2 separate regions of the Mus musculus genome follow, and region 2 is linked to region 1. Evidence: chromatin contacts called from public promoter capture Hi-C data. All regions are on one chromosome and are shown on one strand. The core of a region is the stretch at or near the end of the contact, and the rest is flanking DNA. Distances in the headings are between cores, read along the strand shown. Region 1 overlaps Hepacam (hepatocyte cell adhesion molecule). Region 2 holds the start of Nrgn (neurogranin).

What was found. Promoter capture Hi-C pulls out the DNA fragments that hold promoters and counts their contacts.
Region 2: a promoter capture Hi-C map of liver shows a contact between it and region 1. The contact joins the promoter of Nrgn here to the enhancer-like site in region 1. A contact is called at or near these places in 9 of 39 promoter capture datasets (the 3T3-L1 cell line, 3T3-L1-derived adipocytes, the C10 cell line and 5 more) and 2 of 9 other capture datasets (liver and pancreatic islet).

What each region holds. Positions count from the first base shown.
Region 1 is chr9:37,382,151-37,387,493 of GRCm38.p6, forward strand. Hepacam (hepatocyte cell adhesion molecule) reads left to right here. Exons shown (of 7, transcript NM_175189.4): 4 at 206-305; 5 at 1,231-1,304; 6 at 1,704-1,774; 7 at 2,359-4,422. The coding sequence ends at 2,661. Among named protein-coding and RNA genes, the nearest start is that of Robo4, 17 kb to the right of the region's middle. Within about 2 kb of position 2,536, at least 133 of the 459 cell types and tissues checked have an H3K27ac peak or open chromatin away from gene starts, as enhancers often do. A contact at or near this core is called in liver and pancreatic islet, where this site is marked.
Region 2 is chr9:37,550,013-37,555,355 of GRCm38.p6, forward strand. It overlaps Nrgn (neurogranin), which reads right to left and starts at 2,733. Exons shown (of 4, transcript NM_022029.2): 1 at 2,525-2,733. The coding sequence starts at 2,539.

The DNA of each region.
Region 1 (5,343 bases), core at 1,286-3,785:
GTCTAGAGGGAGTGAGACAGGGGTAGAGTTGGGCTAAAAGTGCTTGGAAGACAGCCACACGTAGGAGGCAGGCTCCAGGTGAGCTCTGCTATTGCCTATCCATGCTGCCTGGGATCTTTTCTCTTCCCTCCCCTGCTAATATTCTACTCACCATACCTGCTCCCCTCCTCAAAGTGCCCCTACCGCTCTGCCTCTCTCTCCTCAGGAAGAAGCTCCCTCTATATCATCTTGTCTACAGGAGGCATCTTCCTCCTTGTGACCCTGGTGACAGTTTGTGCCTGCTGGAAACCCTCAAAAAAGTCTAGGTAACTAGTCAACTTCTACACCTTAGTTTTTCTTCAGTCTATTTCAGACCCAAGTTTAATGTTAATTGAGCTATTGAATGTTTTTAGCATTGAATCTGGTGTCACATTCTACTACTGAGCCTTATCCTTATTTCCCAAGTGCTCTCTCTCTCTCTCTCTCTCTCTCTCTCTCTCTCTCTCTGTCTCTGTCTCTGTCTCTCTCTGTGTGTCTTTCTCTCTGTCTCTCTCTGTCTCGGTCTCTCTCCCGTGTGTGTGTGTGTGTGTGTGTGTATAGGTATGAGTATGGGTACGTGTTGGTATTGGCATGGGTATGTATGGATGCACATGTGTGTGGATCCAGAGGTACACTTTTGGTATTATTCTTCTGCCTGCCTTTGCTTTCTCAGTCCTGGGGTTACAACTGTATTCGACTACAGCTATCTTTTTTAAATGGATTCTTAGGACTAACTCAAGCCCTCATGTGTATAAGGCAGTCACTTTACCAAATGGGCTATCCCTCCACCCCAGCTCCCAATTCTATTCTCTGCTCTTTGAATTTTTTCCTCCTAGTGTATTTTTCCATTGTATTTGGAGTTGCGTCTGTGCTCAGTTACCTCTGACCACCCTGCCATGGTTGATGGTGATTTCTCCTTGGGTTTGACAGCTAGCTGGGTTACTGTGCTGCCTTTTAAGACAAAGAACCTACAGTTTACAAGGGGGAAAATTCTGAAACTCACACTGAATGAACAGCCTACCTATGGTCACAATGCTAACAACAGTTTTAACATGCAAACGTAGATGTGCCTCATTCCAAAGACTACCATTCCTTGCCATCTTCTCATCACAAGGCTTCTTCTGTGGGCATTAGAACCCTTTCTGTGTCCATTGCTTAGATGTCCTGTGGTCAATAGCTCTGTTCTCGGCGGGGGGCTGGTTTGATTTGCAGGAAGAAGAGGAAGTTGGAGAAGCAAAACTCCTTGGAATACATGGATCAGAATGATGACCGCCTAAAATCAGAAGGTAAGCTCCCAGCTACCCGTGGACCCAGCCCATCAGCATTCACATCAGAGAGACCTCCTGGGAAAAGGAAAAGAGGGCGATGAGGAATTATCAGAGTCAAGAGGGTGCAGGTACAGAATATAGGTGCTGGATGGTGTAGAGCAGTGGTTCTCAACCTGTGGGCCATGACCCTCTTGGGGTAGAATGACCTTTTCTCAAAGATCGTTACAAAACAGATATTTACGATTCGTAACAATAGCAAAATTACAGGTATGAAATAGCAACAAAAAATAATTTTATGGTTGGGGGTCATCACAACATAAGGAACTGCATTTAAGGGTTACAACATTAGAAAGGTTGAAAACCACTGATGTAGAAGATCTGTCCGTGGACCAGACTCCCTATTCTTTCCCTATGCAGCAGATACCCTACCCCGAAGTGGAGAACAGGAGCGGAAGAACCCAATGGCACTCTATATCCTGAAGGATAAGGTAAGCTACTCGGTCAATGAGAACCTACAGCATGCTAGGGAGCGTGTGACGTGGCCATTCCTTTGCAATGTTTGCAGAAATCTTTGTATTTCTGCAGTATTTTCAAAAATCCCCACTTAAGAAATTGGAAAATGAGACAGAGAGACAAAACAACGTGTGAAGGGCTAAACAAGCAAATGAGTGGCAGACCTGCCCATCACAATACAAGTGACGGTCACCGTACAATCTCATGGACCACCCTAGCTCCCACCATGTCCAGGCTATTCAAAAGACCTATTTGGTGGTCGCCAGAGCCCTTCCACTCTTCTCTGCTCACATGCAATAGACCTACTTGACAGAACTTTAAGAGGATAGACGAGGCTCTGAATCATGTTAACATTTACTGAGTACCTGCCACATGTCTGGGCCACAAGGTGTCGTCTGCCGTCTGCCGTCTAGTGGACGTGGCGGGTGTGGCTGGAAACTCCCGAGAGACACACTACACACACAACCTGTGCGTGCCTCTTTAGTCCCAGTCCCTAAAACAAAGAGCTCCCAGATTGGGTTCAGGGGACAACTGATCCTTGCGTCGCCTGTGTTTGCAGGATTCCTCAGAGCCAGATGAAAACCCTGCTACAGAGCCACGGAGCACCACAGAACCCGGTCCCCCTGGCTACTCCGTGTCGCCGCCCGTGCCCGGCCGCTCTCCGGGGCTTCCCATCCGCTCAGCCCGCCGCTACCCGCGCTCCCCAGCACGTTCCCCTGCCACTGGCCGGACGCACACGTCGCCACCGCGGGCCCCGAGCTCGCCAGGCCGCTCGCGCAGCTCTTCGCGCTCACTGCGGACTGCAGGCGTGCAGAGAATCCGGGAGCAGGACGAGTCAGGGCAGGTGGAGATCAGTGCCTGAGCCTCCTCGAGAGCCCTCTGCGGTTGCCCACGGTCTGCTGTCCGCGGCTGGGGGGGGAGGCTGAGAAGTCCTGATGCCTCTGGCCAGGAGTGAAAGGAGATCGTGGCCTGATCCCCGTTTAGGGTGCACACGCGTGTGAGTTTGCACAAATGGCTGATCTTGGTGTTAAACCCGGTTGCATGTGCGCTGGGTTTACTGGCTGTGTTCTCTGGCTGTGTTCTCAGTGGGTATGAGCTGTGCCCTCTTAGGACTACATAGATTATTAAATTTCTGGCCCAATCCCCTAAAGGATTTTATGGAAACTAACAGTAATTTTACCCAGTGAGACGATCCTATGCGCCCCCTGGCAGTGTTTATACTTCCCATCCACCTCCCAATCCCACATGCCTCTAACCCCTAAAGTCTGTGGTAGCCCCCCCCCCAGCCCAATTTAGAGGCCACTTACCCCCGAACACACATTGTCCTAAAACTAAAGACAAGTCTGATGCTGGTTCCTGGGTACACAGGGCCTGTTCTGATTACAAAGATGTCGTCTTAAGGACCTTTTCTGGACATCTGCTTCCCCATCTTTCCAGGTGATAAGAGTGAACCCCAGGTGCATTCCTAAGACCCTGGGAACTTGGGGCTAGGCCAGGACAAGCTATCAGGCCTCCAGTGGCCTCCCCAAAAGTGTGTCATACTGGTCTTCCTTCCAGTTTGCGTTCATGAGAATGTGGGTAGGCTTGTTCCTATAGAGACTGGTGTGGCCACTCACCGACGACCCAGCAAACTGCCCCTGACAAGGACCTGGTTTTAACCATTCATGCTCTTCTTCCTGACTGTTATTTTACAAAACAAGCTTTCAATCATCCCCAGGAAGGCTGAGAAGCTTCCTTGAGCTGTAAGAAAAAAATAAGATTCCACTCTCCAGAGAAACGTGGAAAGAGAAAGAAGCTTAACATGCCCCAACATGTCAAAGCAAGATGGCCAACCCCCTCGCCTCCTGCTTTCCACCTGCCGTGGTCCTAGATGCTCAGAACCCAGGACAGTGGACAGAGCTGTAAAAACAGCACATGAATAGATGAAAGACAAGAAGACCCGGGGCGGGGGGTGGGGGTGGGTGGGTTCTGTCCTCTCTCCCCTAATGTCCCCAGGGACCCTTGAATCTCTTGTCCCTCCTCGACTCGTACAACTTCATCTTTTCTTCTGCATCATCTCATGAACAACTTCCAAGACCCCATATCCATCACCTCCACACCAGAACACACTTCACCCCGGCCCTGCAGGCACCAAGATTTCTGGTTTGCCTGTGTCCCCTCACCCCACCAGCATGACTCTCAGTCCCCCCATCCTGATGGCCTTCTACCTGCTCACGTGGCAGGTGTGTCTGCAGCTCTCCTTACTTAGCCAGAACCCACAATCCACTAACCTCCCCAGGTGCCTCATCCACCATAAAATAGTACTTGTAGGCGATAGTGCAGGCAGGTTAGGAGAAGCAAGACTTGGAAGACTACCTGTTGCTCAGCCTTGAGATACAGGGGTGAGGGGTAGGGTGAGATGAGAGCATGCCACACCCTGGTGCTGAATCCCGGCCGGGCTGGCTTCTCAGACTCAAGCCAAATTTGCCTTAAATTTGGATTAAGTAAAGAAGTGGGGTTTTTTTGTTTTTTGTTTTTTTAATTTTGTTTTGCTTTGTTTTGATCTTCATCTTTGTATTCACTTAGCATCTAGCAGAGTGCATAGCACAACCTGGATGCTCAATAAACTTTTGATGAAACGAAATAATTTTATTTCCACATAAGCAAAAGGAACAGATGAACAACCTGAATGTACAAGATATCTCTTTTCTTCCTTTACTGCCTTAACTTTCTTTCCATATTGCAAATCAGTCATTCCCAAACCATTACTCTCATTCATTCATTCATTCATTCACTCACTCACTCATTCATTCATGTGTTTGTTCTCTTAGTTACTAGACAAACATTCATTTGTGTCCCATTGACTATATCCCAGACACAGGATAAAGATGTAATTATGCTGTGACTTTTACTCAGAAAACAATCTTCACAGAGGAAGAGAGTAAGTGAACAGATTATTATAATGCAATTTAAAGTACTCAGGGAACATATATCAGGGGTTACAAAAGGATAGGAGGACACATTCCAAGGAGAAGGAGAAGCATGTACAAAAGCCTTGCTGGGGCAGTACACACAGGGAATTCCAAATACCGAGCCCTTGCTATGGATGGAGCATGTCGGAGAATGTGTAGGGTAGGAAGTAAGGGCATCGACCTCCAGGAGCTCAGATAGTGTATTTTGTGAAGCTGAGTTGAAAGGATCTCCTAAAGAAGGCAAAAAAGCATAGGGAGAAAGATGGGTGGGAGTATAGGTGGGAAGGTCACCGTGCAACCAAAGGAGAGACTTTGGAGAACAGGACAGGTTTGACAGTGCATGCCTACAATCTCAGTGCTTGGAAAGCTCAAGGTCAAAACCAGCTGAAGCACAAGGCGATGCCCTCATTCAAAGAAATCAAAGGGGTGAAGGGGTGGAGTGGGGTGACAGAACAGCCAGGACCTTAGAGGGCTTCGTGTATGAAAAGGAATTCAAAGTGAAGATCAGGGATTGACGTGTAGATCTATGATACGGTGCTTGCTTAGTGTTTGATTCCTAGGAAAGATGAGTCCCTAAGTTTGATTCTCAGGAG
Region 2 (5,343 bases), core at 1,483-3,982, 170 kb after region 1:
TGGTACACAGTCAACGAGACTACAAAGGAGAAAGGAGTGGGCTATCAAAACAGATTTCTTTTTCTTTTCCTATTAGACGAAGGCAGGAAAGTCATGTACATTTGCGATGTCAATCAGACACTGGAACATCGAATAATAGCTCCTTTAAAAACATCCCCTTGAAAAAGAACACTGATGTTTTCTTCTTCCTCATTTCTCTCTAAGCTTGCTTACCAAGGGGGAAAAGAACAAGTAAGGCACGGCTAGATTCTTCCCAAACATCAGGTAGGATGGTCATGGAAGAGAACTCCAGAGCAAAAAGATGAGGAAGGCATACTGTTCTCTTTACAGCGCAGGGATGCCTGGTAGCAGCCCTGCCCTCTTCCAGTCCTCCGCCCTTTTTTGCCCCCTCTTTTCCTTCTTTCTGCCTCCTTCCAACTCCACAGAATGAGACTGATGCTGAATATTATCTGGCCCTTTGGTCCAGTGGACTTGGGACATAAAAAAACAGAGACTGTGTCAGGGCCCAGTGCAGGAGGTGCCCCTGGACCCTGGACATTCAATACCTCTGGCAGTCCCTCTTCCTCTAGGGGACACTGATTTCAAACACATTAACCACACCCTCAGCCATTATCTATCAGTATTAGTTATCTGTGGTGTAGCTATCTACTTGCCATGCACCAATGGCTTCCTGGGTATTTTTATAAGCACTAACCAGGAGAGACAAGGTTGGAGGCCTGAGCCCCACATCTCACCCTCTTCATCCTTCTCAGGCTTCCTAGAGTCTTCACCCATTCATGTCTTCCCTGCTGGCACATCTCCCGATTCCTTTCCCCATCCTTCTTGGCTTCTCAGCCTTTTCTTTCTTGCCTAGCAGTTACCCTCCTCCCCTGTTGACTCATATCTCATAATCTGCCATCTATCTATTTATTTTTTATTTTTTTACTTAATGGAACATTGCTGGGGATGAGGGGCTCTTCCTCAATTGAGACTGAAGACCCACACCTTTCCTTTCCCAGCCAAAAAGTGATTCTTGGGCTCAGTGTGTAGCTCAGAAGCAGAGTACATATTTAGCAGGCATAAAGTCCAGAAGTCAATCCCCAGCACCAAAAATAAGTAAGTAAATAAGCAAATAAGCAAACAAACTGTTCCCTGGAGAATAGCAAACCGCTTCCTTGGAAGAAGCCCTGGATAGTGTTCTTCAAAGGGCGGAACTGTATGTGATTGGCATGCTTGTATATGTATATGTATATGTATATGTATATGTATATGTATATGTATATGTATATGTATATGTATATATTTTTTCTGATCTATACATTTACTGCTATGAGCATTTACAGTAATGAAAATCAGTATGCTTCAAAGAGGGATTGGAGGGCAATCTTTTGAGAGGACAGGGCTCCACACTTGTCAAAGGTGCCTACTTGGGGAAAAAAAATCACATTTCTAAGCCCCATTTGTACAACTGTAAAAGACCTACCTACCTGGGGTGATCAGGCACTCTGGCAGCTGTTATTTATTTAACAAGAGTTAAAATGTCAGCAATGGCTTGCCCCTAAGTTCTCACTGCGTCTTGGACACTGGGCATTGGGAAGTGTCACCTCTCAAAGATATGGGCTATTCCTCCCTTCCAAACTTATTTATTTTGCACATTGTGGGAGAAAGGTGGGGTTCCTGCTGTCGTTAAGTAACCTCTGGAGTCTTTAGCCAGAGTGACAGAAAGAAAACACTAGGAATTTGGAGTCGTCTCTTTCCTTAGATCGGAGGCTAAGAATAAGCAAACACGTTTTATATAGGTATGGGTCACTCAACTCCTTTAGCCAGCTAGGAGCCAGGACCAGTGCTGGATGCCTTCATACAAGAGCCCTTAACAAGATCTGCTTTGGCGTTAGGCACTTGCAGCATCCAGTTTCCGTGTAGGCGCTGATAGACACTTCCTCCCCTTGCCCACAGGGCCCTCTCACGGTCACTCACCCAGCACCTTCCAAAGGAGAAGGTTTTGGGGGCTGAACCAGCTCCACCCCAGAACCACACTGACTAGGTTCTTTCCTGCCCATCACCACCAAGACCAGGGTGGATTCTCCCCGACTTCGCCACATAAGGGCTTAGACGATCATCTGAGGGTCGTGAAGATCTTGCCACAGTCCGCGACAGCAGCAGTGGGATAGGAAATCGTTTGGGGGCCAAAAAATACCAAGGGAAAGGACTAGCACACCAGCAACTTTCCTGTGTCTCCGTGGGGGAAGTTCCACCTCTCGTCTAAGCAGCAGCTTTCCTGCATGAAAGCTCTGCTCAGATCCAGATACAACCTAGATTGTCTGGCCCATGGGCGCTCAGACGCCCCCGCGAGCTGGGGAGCATTTTCCCCAGGGCTTGGCTCAGATCAGGCAGGCGCCTTCCATCATCCAATACAATATTTCAGCACCATTCTTTCCCACATTGTTCCTAGGTCTTCCGCACCCACTTCCATCCCTCACTCACCCCCCAGGGGTTCTCGTGTGCCCCTTGCCCCAGAACACGCTGAGTTCAAGTATGGACTTACCGTGCAGCAGTCCATTGCCGGTGTTGAGGGTCCTTGGCTGGGGTGGAGCCTGGCGCAGAGCGGGGGTGGGTTTGTACGATGCTGGGTGGCAGCTCAGGGGCTGTCGGGCACTCCCCGACCAGCGCAGAATCCTTGCAGAACCAGCCTCTCTCCTCTTGGGTCCGGTCTCCCGCGCTCCGCAACTCTTGCGAATGTAACCTGAGCCCTGCGGCCTCGAAGCCAATCAGAAGACACTTTCTGCAGGGTGGGCGGGGAGAACTGGAGCGAGGACCACTCCTTCTCTCGACTCTCTCCGCCTCGCTCGCTTTGGTGCTCCAACCTCTCCACCTACACACTTCCATCCATTCCTCCTACACACCCCATCTCCCAAATTCACCCCCCCCCCCGCTTTCTAAGTCGCAGACTGCCAGGCAGATGTACGTCGGAGTAAGCACAAGGCCTCCAACATCCAGGGCACAAATACACATCTGGGTGCAGCACGCCCTACCGCCCATAGATAGAAAACCACGAACCTCACCCACCTCCCTGTTCTAGAGTCCCAAACATTACTCCCTCTATTTCCCCTCTCTGCAGAGATGCCCTCCTCACTCTAGTTACAGAGAAACCTGATGGTAGACAGCCTACATGATGGGCACATAGTGACATAGACGCTCCAAGCCTCATGCATCCATACATACTCCCAGGCGGGGTGGTGTGGTGTATCTTCCCACATACAGACACTGCAGACACAATAGGCAAAAACAACTCCACAGGGCCGTGTCCACACACCCTGTGAAGCACAGGTAAACGGTAGACCTCCTGTTAGTTAGCACATAGACAAAAATACCTGCATTCTCACTGCTGGCAATGTCTGCACTAAGTGTTTTCTTTTTAAAATTTTTAGCAAGAACACTGTATTGTCACACGTTGATTCTACGTATTAATTGATTCCATTGTGACCTACTTGTGCCCTTTAAACCATGTTCACCTGGTTACCCTCTTTTGCCCCTTCCCACTCCTGATAACCCCTACTCTTTCCACAAGTATCCCTTTTATTGCCATGTCTTTTTTTTTGGAATGGGGGGGTGTCGAGAAGGAACCCATTGAATTTTGTTAGTGTTGTTTATAGGAGCACGGGCAAGGGCTTCTTTACAGCATTGTAGGCACTGTACTAGTGACTGCACCCCTAAAGTAAATGTCTCTCCCTACCTCACCAACTATTAATTGTGTATAAATCTTCAGGGTGGGGTGGTACCTCATAAGCCCCTCCTCTTTCCATGATAGAGTGTTAATGGGCCCACTCTTGTGGAGATCTTGTGCAGGTGATCCAGCTGTTGTTAACTCAATAGCCAAGTCATGACTGGAAATCATCATTCCATACCTCACCCCCCTTCTTCTGGTTCTTAAATTCTTCCTACCCCTTCTTCCATGATGTTTCCTGAGCCTTGGAAGTATTGGTATATATGTGTCCTCTCTATGACTTGGCATCCAATAGCCTCTAATTCTCAGTATTTTGACTAGTTCTAAGTGTCTTCCATCATCACCGACCAAGTATCTATTTTGTATCTCTCCATGACCTGTGATCTATCTGTCTACTTATCCATCTATCTATCCTTCCATCCATCTGCACCAAATAAAATCACGTACACCCAGCACCCACTTTGAATGTATTTATATCCTGGTACAGACTTAGCACACCCACCCATCCCACTCCTCACACTAGACTTCCTAACCTTTTGATTCACCGCTTCAAAATAAGACAAAAGTTAGCCACCCTCACACTTGCTCTTTGGAAGAAAAAGGATGCTGTCAAACCAAGCAGTGTTGCGGTTATCACTGGTTTTGGCCCTTTGGGCCCATGCTGGGGCAGGATGTGGTTTAGAGAGAGGCTGGAAAGCAGAGATATGGAAAGGAACATCTGGGGTATGTAGCTTGACCTTTTTGTGGTCTCTAAACCTCCTAGCCTGTCAGGGTAGTATAGCTGACTGTGTCACATGATACCTCCTAGCCTGTCAGGGTAGTATAGCTGACTGTATCACATGATACCTCCTAGCCTGTCAGGGTAGTATAGCTGACTGTATCACATGATACCCAGGTGGTTGGGATCCCTTTGAGAAAACTCAAGTCCTCCTCAGCTAAGTTCTCCAAGGAGGGACAGGGAAAAAAATTACTGCTTAGAGTAGAGAGGAAGAAATGCCTGGTGTCTCTGAACAGGACAAGGGACCTCAAACAGCCAAGCTGCAATGGATCCCACTGTCACAGGCCAGCCACACTAGGACTGTTGAATGCTTCTATTCCACTGAGTGTCTAGGTCATGGCTTTCCTTGTTAAAGGGAGAATGAGTGGGAGGGATATACCAGTGTCCACTCAGGTTGGGAACATGATTAGCCAGCTTGGGGCTCCGAGCTGAGCTGAAGGCTGGCTGGGATTCCAGGGTTGGGGTGTAGGGGTGTCTCTCCCAGCATGTTTGGGACCCACCCACCCCTGTAACAGCAAATCTGTTCCCCAATCTGTCTCTGGCACATCTTTAGTCCCCCCCCCCCTCCACCAAATGGCAGGATGTCCTAGGAACTAAGGTCCTTGCCTAAATGACAAACACATCTGTAGCCTCTGCCTGTGCCAACTTCCCCTGTGCTTTTACTCCAGGACCCAGAGGGGAGACGGAAGGGGGAAACAGAGGGGCAGAGAGGATATCAGATCTGGACTCTGCCTTTCCCAAATTAGAGCTGAGGAATTCGGGATTTGGTGAGTCTGCGGTAAAGTCTTCGAGTTGCTAGGCAACATTGCTCTGCAGGCTCTGCTGCCTCTGGGCCCTTCTTCCTGCTGGTCAGAACTAAAAG